2 separate regions of the Gossypium hirsutum genome follow, and region 2 is linked to region 1. A link is a contact called in public Hi-C data. All regions are on one chromosome and are shown on one strand. The core of a region is the stretch at or near the end of the contact, and the rest is flanking DNA. Distances in the headings are between cores, read along the strand shown.

Region 1 (4,248 bases), core at 833-3,332:
ACATAAGACACCAAAAATACAAATTTGTATCTTTATTTGGATCATGTTAAAAAACAAAAAAGTAGCAAATATAGCTCAGAAAACACTTCACGGTGCAAGGCAGTGTTTCGCAAAAACTCTCTGGCATAAAATGGCATATGGCTGTGATGCAGAACCTAAATGAGTTACTTGAGCATGCATCAGGCTGTCTCCCTGATTGAAGCTATGTGCAGTGCATTTTAGGATGACACCTTGAGAATGTGATTTCATAAGGGAGATAGGAATAGGCTTACAAGTAATGTAATAAAATGCACATGCTTTTTCATTCAAACTTTATGCATTTCTTAAATTTATAAGAATTAATATGAAAACTAAAGGATAAAAAATTTAATGCATGAATGTAAGATAACGCAAAAAATAGTGAGGAACTACCTTGACAACAGACCCCAATATGGCATCAAGGTAACTAATGGAAACTGTTGACAAAAGATTTATGCCATCTCTTTGAATTTCTGGGACTTCTTGAACATCTAGATATGCATAGAGATCTCTTGGAGGGCCCTTGTTAAAACCAGAGCATTTTCTATACTCAACAACAAGAAAATATCTAAGACCTAAGACTACAACCTCCTTTATCCTACTTCTGCAGCTAAAAGTTCCTAGTTACTCAACAGTAAGTTCTGGGTATGTTTGTTGACTTTATCACTCCTTTAGTTCTGGGGTTCTTGATTTTTATTTTTGTATGTGAACTCCTTGACTTTTAATTATACAATAATTACTGACTTTTTCTTTGGGATTGATTTAAATCTTCTAATTTCAATTTTGAAGTGTTTATAATTGAACCAACTGCCAAACTTGCTTAGCCTTTTATGGGAAACCAGGAGGGTTATGTACTGGTTAGGTTCTGAAACATGTTGGAAAATAAGTATAGATAGAAGAAGGTAGGGTTTTTATGTGAAATAGTGCGTTCACTGAATTGATTTTATTTGTGTCAAGTTGACAATGTTTTTCTACCCTGAACTGTTGTAAGGTTGAAGAGTAATGTTTTTATGCTTGTTTATCTCTATAGGGCTCATTATTTGTTATTTGTTTCATTCTCCTTTTATTCATACACTTTTATGGTTATGATATTGATCAGGCACAACACGAAAGAGCTTATATTTGCACTCTTTTGATTTTCAAAAGGAATTTCCAGTAATAATAATAAAGAAAAACTAATCAATTGAAAAAAATCCCCAATGCTCTTCAACAGGAAGGAGACTATCAATTTTCTCAACTCGAAAAAGAATTAAAAGAAACAATTCCTCACCCAAAAATAAAATAACTATGGAAAATTAACCTGTAAATGACCAAATCCAGGCACAGTGCGATGAAGAAGAACCTGTAATCAGAAAAGGAGAAACCGATTACATGCAGAATCAGCAGAGTGAAACAAATCTGAAGGAGATTAACTTACCAACAAGGAAAAACTACTCAGTTATGCCAATAATATCATAAAAGAAGAAAACTTGAAGAACCCATTAACTTACCAACAAAGAAATTAGAAAGTACAGTTCGAAAGCTTGAAGAGGCTGCAGCTAAGGCTTCAGCAACAAGGAAATTTAAAGGGGATTAACTTACCAATAAGGAAAAACTACTCAGTTATGCCAATAATATCATAAAAGAATAAAACTTGAAGAACCCATTAACTTACCAACAAGGAAATCAGAAAGTACAGTTCGAAAGCTTGAAGAAGCTGCAACTAAGGCTTCAGCAACAAGGAAATCTGAAGGGGATTAACTTACCAACAAGGAAATCGGCAGAGGCTAGAAGGAACAAAAGAGAAACAAAGGGGAAGCCGATGGGAGGGTATAACAGGGATGGTAAATCGATGCGGCGCCTAATCTGGGCAAAATGGACAGATTACAAATCGGTGAAATGCACCGATTAAATCAGTAATAGATTACAATGATATTAGCAATACCATGAACCAAACATAGGAATGAGGGGGGATTGGGTGGGGCCACCGATTAGGGGTGTATTGGCATATCCAATACACCCAACCAAACATAGTGTCAGTGTAGCTGCTGGAATTTGTTCTCCGACAAGAACTCGGTCTGGCATAAATTCCCATTTTAATCTGATTTTTGAAGAGGCGATTAAGGTAGCAATTCCGTTAATGAAGGGAGATCTAGATTTTGGGCAACATTTGATAGTGGCATTCAAAGAGAATTCGATTCCTTCGCCGATTTTTTCAAGTGTTGTTGGTCTTTCTAGAGTCAGGGGAAACACTGTTATAGTTTCCAAAAGATGGGCTACTAAGATTAAGGTTGGAGATGGTAAATTTGGGAGAAATCTCAATAGAACTATTCATGATTGCGAAAGTCGATTCAAAATGATCAGGAACACTCAGGTATATAGGACAAAAATAGATGTTGTTATTGCTAAGTTGGGTTTGCAGTACTCTTATCGAGTGTAAGCGACTGGTCTTGTTAGAGGTATATGAGTTGGGTAAAAAGATTCGATTCAAGTGGAAGTTACTTGAAGCCATCCTCAGTTTATTTTGGTTCATGTTCTTAGTAGCAGTTTTTCTACTAGTGCTTTTATTGGCTTTGTTTATGATAGCCCGAATAAAGTGAAGCGTAAAAGGCTTTGGGAAGATCTGAAGTCATCTATTCTTTATGATTCGACTCCATGAGTAGCTATTGGGGATTTTAATGCATTATTGGCCAAAAATGATAAAAATTGTGGTAAATCCAAGGGTAGAAGGTGCCCTATATTTGGTGATTTTGTTGACTCAGAAAATTTGCAAGACATAAGTTTTAAGGGCCTTTCTTTCGCCTGGCAAAAAGGTCGAACCTTTGAGACTCTTGATATTGTAATTGGTAATGATGCTTGGGCAATTGCTTTCCCTAATTGTATGGTGTCTCATCTTTCGAGGATCAAATCAGACTATAAACCTATTTAGCTCTCATTTAGGTCAAATTAAAATACGCATAGGGGGCGTCCCTTCTGGTTCTTGGCTAGGGGGACTGAACACCCAAATTTCACGGACTTTGTTAAAAAAGAGTGGAGGTGTGATAGGTGCATGTCAGATACTATTTCTAGATTTACCATAGATATCAAAAAGTGGAATAAAGTTATTTATAGGCATATTGGTTATAGGAAAAGGCATCTTGTTAATTGTTTGACTGGCATTCAGAGAGCGATGGAGAGGTCTAGTTCTATTCACTTGTCTATGCAAGAGAAGGAGGTAAGGGATGAGTTAGAATCAGCCATGTATCATGAAGAGTTATTGTGGAAGTAAAAATCTAAATGTGATTGGCTAAAAATGGGTGATAAGATTATTAGGTTTTTTCATAGTCAAACACTTTGGAGGAGGAAATTTATCCACATTTCTACTTGCGACTTCAGAAGGTGAATGGTGTTGTGATCCAAATGTTCTTCAGTCCGAGGAATAATGTTTTTTTCCAAACCTTTATGGCGAAATTCCAGGTCTCTTGGGATCGTTACCGCCTAATCCTTTTTCAAGCCTTGATTCGAGTAATATTGACTTTCTAGGCAAGGATATTTCGGATGAGGAAATTAATATAGCTTTCTTTGATATGGCCCCTTTGAAGGCCCCAGGTAGCGATGACTTTTATGCTCTATTTTTCCAAATTCAATAGGATGTAGTAGAAAGCGTTATTTGTGAATAGGTCAAAAGGGTGTTTAATAGTGGTTCGATTGATTCAGGGTTGAACAATACCCTTATTGTTCTCATTCTTAAGGTTAGACATCTTGAGTGTCATTAACAGTTTAAGCCGATCAGCTTATGTTCAGTGTTGTAAAAGTTGATCATGAAAATTATTTCTAATTGGTTCCAGTTTATTTTTCCCAAAAATAATTGCGTATAAACAGATGAGTTTTATTACAGAAAGGAACATAACGGATAACATCCTCATTGCATAAGAAGTTATTCATTCTATAAGAAGCAAGAATAATAAAAAGTCTTGGACGACTATTAAAATCAATTTGGAGAAAGCTTATGATCAAATATGCTAGGATTTTATCAATGTCTCGCTTAGAGCTACTGGTATTTCAGATTTTCTGATGGAGATTATTATGTCTGCAATATCAAACTCCACCATGCAGATTCTTTGGAATGGTGTTCCAACATAAAAGTTTAGGCTGATTAGGGAGATTCGTCAAGAATATCCTTTATCCCCATATTTATTTGTTGTGTATGGATTGGCTTGGGCATGGCTTCCACTCGGCAATTTTGAATGGTCATTGGTGACCTATCAAACT
Region 2 (4,169 bases), core at 743-3,242, 89 kb before region 1:
AAGCGGATTTTTAAATTCGAAAAATAAAATGGTTAAATTTTAAAAGTAAAAGTAGAGGGATTAAATTCCAAATATATGAAGTGTATAAAGACTTGAAGTATATTCTAATAATCAAATTTTTTACTCTATAACTTGACATAAATAAAGAATCAACCCAACACGAAGTGTGGGTGAACCATACTAGTACATATATATTAAAAGAAGGTCCAAGTTCCTCCTTAAGACACGTGGCACACACCCACTAGCTCGTTTTATTTTTCATTTTATGAAAAATAAATAATTTTTAATTTTGGTCTTTCTAATATGCTTAAATTTGAGATTTAATCCTCATACTTTAATTTCTAATATAATTCGTTCTCTATATCTTTATAATTTTATTAACTAATTCAAATGATTAATATCGTTAGTTTTCCAATTAAAATATTACAAGATTATATATATTTTGAAAGCATATTTTTAAATCCATAAAATTGAGAGATTAGATTCTTGAAAATAAAATTTGGACTAAATTTCAAATGTATGAAGTGTAGAGACTTAGAGCTATGGTTCTTTGAATCAATTGAACCGACTGGGGCACTAGTTCGAAGAGAAGCATCAGACCGATTGACCCGTGAATTGGTACGGGCCTATAGAATAGGCTAAAAACCCAATTGAACTCGTTTTTTTATATTTTAAATATTTTTATTTTTTATGCTTTTGAACGATTCATTTAATCGAATCATACGAACGGTTGGCTGACCAGTTCAACGACCGTTTTGGTTCTGAAAACTTTGCTCAGAGTATATTTAATCTTCAAATGTTTAGTCTATATTTTAACATAAACAAATAATCAATCTTGTGCGAAGTGTAGATGAACTATACTAGTTAAGAATAATTTTTTTAATTCACGATGTATAGAATTAAATTAAAGATAAAGCATCAAATCAAATTTATTTTTATGGATCAAATTTATTTTATTTAAAATAAAAATACATAAAAATATATACTATATATATATGTAATTTTTCAATTTTTTGGGGCCAAGCCCACTTTGCCTTTTTTACAGAGAATTTTTTTTGTCAATATATGATATTTTATATTTAATTTATAAATTAAGATGGATAAACATGAATTAGAATAAAAAAGTTCAATTAAAAATTTTATTTTACAAATAGTCTTAAAACATTGTCATGTGTCTTTTTTAAAAAATATTTATATTTTAATATTTTTCTATACTCTTATAAAATACTTGTCAAACCCCTAAACGTAACTTAACTTGTAGAGTGTAAAAACTCTACTAACAGTATACCAAGTATTAATCCTTCCAACTTACCCTACATTGATTAAATTATATTATACATGTAAGCAATGACATCAATGATGGAATGGAAAAAATAACAATAATATCTTTCAAAAAAGAAAAGAACAGAAAAGAAGATAGACAGCAGCTGTCTCTTACCATATTATCAAATGGTTTCAAAATTTACCATATTAATTTCAAGTGTCAATAACCAGCAATATTCAATTTCCTCAAACAATAATTCATGGCACCAAGCTTTTGAGAAGAGACTTTAGCATTTTCATTTTCTCTTGTGCCAAAGGGTTTGAACTCTGTTCTTTCAGTAAAGAGATCGTGGATATGAGTGATTAAGTCAACTGATCCGGTGCCAAACTATATATTTTTTAATTCATTAGATGATTAAAACAATGAAGGATTGTACTAGAAAATGTTGGGAAAATTTTAGGGTTATGGGAGCATGGTGGTGGGTACAATTTCGGTATCGTATCAAATTTTTCATTAAAATAAATGTTGCATGTTCTATTTGTGCTAGTGAGGGATCGGTTCACGGCGTGTTTATCCAGGTCGCAGCATTTTTACACCTTCAGATAGACTTTTCCATGCCCATGACAGGACTTTGCCCTTTTGAGCATCAAGAATCGAGGTAAAAGGAAAACAAATGGCTTTAAGAACCTGAACCCAAAAGCAGTACTGGCCAAGCTTGTTTAGCCGAAGGGGACCATTAAAGATGTCAAATTCACGAAAGCCCAACCCCCCTCAATTCTTTGGATGTATCGAACTAGTCCACCAGAATGGCGTTAATCTCATAACAAAAGGACTTTGGAACTGCATTGCCTTACCTGCTTGAGATAAAAAGTTGGTACTTTTCCAAGAATGAAATGTAAAGCTCAATCCCAAGTACATACTACCTTGGGAGATGTACCATTTTGAAAAATTAAGCTGCTAAAATTATGAGGAAGGCATATATGGAGATGGATAAATTGGGCAAGCACAGTAAACAAATATAAAATTGTTGGTAAAGTGAAAGGAATAATGAATGGTTTAGAACAAGGCAAAACAGAAACAATGTCCAAGGATACCATCAAAAAATTCCAAAATTTTAAAGGGCACATTGTTGTGTCAGATCATAACTTTTTTTATTTCTTTATTAATTAAAATAATCATAATCAAACTAAATGAAACCTTGATTGAAGGCCTAAGGTCACCTACGCCGCGACAAAAGCCACCCGACGACATTCTTTTATTTAGAATAAACTAATCAATCCCACTAATCTATTGATAGGGATACTCTCACTAATAGAGTTACTATTCCCAATTGATTCTAATCTTCAAAGTTAGCAAACCTTGTTTGTATCTGATTAAAAGAATTGGATGGTTGTGTTTATTCGTTTTCAAAGCAGAAAAAGTTGGGTGGTTTTTTGTAGTCTATACGGGCAGTGACAGTTGATGAATTTTAAATATAGGATTACCACTCTTTATTTTGGTTTTCTCAGCCAAAACTTCCGGGATTTGTTGTACAATGGGTATTGGGGGAAGATATAATATAATGGATTGAATGTGGGAGAAGAAGCCAAAATTCAGAGGGGGCGATGCCATGCTTGTTTCTGTCGCAATGTATTTAACCTTCCAAACTAATCTTAGGAATTGATTTTACAACCCTCTAGTTTAGCCACCCTTACATAAAAACTTGTTTAACAAATGGAATATTTCAACATTGTGCCGATAGTCTGAAGAGAATTTTTAATTTGTATTTCAATAAACAAAATCAACTTTGCATATGGTAAAATTTAAACCCATAATTATTAATTTTTTTAACAACGTAGGAGTTGCCTCAAATGTAGTTCGTATTGTGAGCACCATTTGAAATACCCACTAAAATATGAAGCCACTTCCAATTATTGCTATGAAATTAGGAGAAAATTGTTATGGTACTTCTTGATGGTAGAACTAGTACAAATATGTGTAGAAGTCAGTCAAGGCTTCTACGCACAAAACAATTTCATGTCAATAAATTATACCATCTACCGAGATGCTTTTAAGTGCTTAGAAGACTTGGTCAATCTCATTTTATATACAAAATTCGACGCGCTTTTAGATATTGTGACTCTTCTTATTTTAAGTATTTTTACTTTTAATAATAATTGAAAGTAATAATCGATCCTTCTTCTATTATTATTTTTATGAATTGCTTAACTTTGCAATAACTTCTCAGAATAAAAAAAAAATTGGATTAACCAACCCAAGTGGTATCATTTTTGCCTGCATGACTTGAATATCACAAACATCATGCGTTTAAATTTGAACATGCACAAAACTCTAGGATGACCATTTTTGCTTCAGGGACCGCAATTTTTGGAAGCATGATCGAGATTTGGAATAGACCCATACACAATTTGTTTTTGTGTGAAGCAACAGGCCAAAGTAGGGACCAAACAACTCCTAATGGGTCATTAACCATTTATTTATGGGCTACATTAGGAGAAGAAGATATCTGGCCTGGAATTATAAAGGCTTCCAGGCTTCACGTAGTAGCCTTGTCAACATTCAATAATACCTATAAAAATAAATAGGTTTTTGGGTTTATATTTTATTGGATGATAATATCTAATTCTATACAATCAATAAAAATAAACTCAGGTGACTTCAATGTATAAAATTTCGATTCATTGTCAAATATAAATTTTAACCAAATGCTTACATTTGTAATCAATTGTGGATAGCTTAAGGAGTCACCTCAAAAATTTTGAATATTTTCTTTGTATATGTGAGTATATATTTTTACATTAAAATTCATCAATTGGCACCCAAAATAATTTTTTTATTTTTTATATCTAATTTAATTTTATGTATTTAAATTAAAACTAATTTTTTTTTCATTTTTTTCAAATGT

The links. Hi-C and Micro-C count contacts between places; a contact is called where the count stands out from the background.
Region 2: a contact with region 1 is called in a Hi-C map of leaf, with 2.4 times the contacts expected there. The contact joins the enhancer-like site here to the promoter of LOC107956219 in region 1. A contact is called at or near these places in 4 of 34 Hi-C or Micro-C datasets (callus and leaf).

What each region holds. Positions count from the first base shown.
Region 1 is chrD11:29,268,355-29,272,602 of Gossypium_hirsutum_v2.1, reverse strand. LOC107956219 (chaperone protein DnaJ-like) reads right to left here and starts at 2,082. Exons shown (of 7, transcript XM_016891941.2): 1 at 2,028-2,082; 2 at 1,673-1,744; 3 at 1,509-1,562; 4 at 1,319-1,360; 5 at 412-638. The coding sequence starts at 2,082.
Region 2 is chrD11:29,357,779-29,361,947 of Gossypium_hirsutum_v2.1, reverse strand. No RefSeq gene overlaps it. Among protein-coding and RNA genes, the nearest start is that of LOC121223065, 11 kb to the right of the region's middle. Within about 2 kb of position 1,992, at least 3 of the 9 cell types and tissues checked have an H3K27ac peak or open chromatin away from gene starts, as enhancers often do. A contact at or near this core is called in leaf, where this site is marked.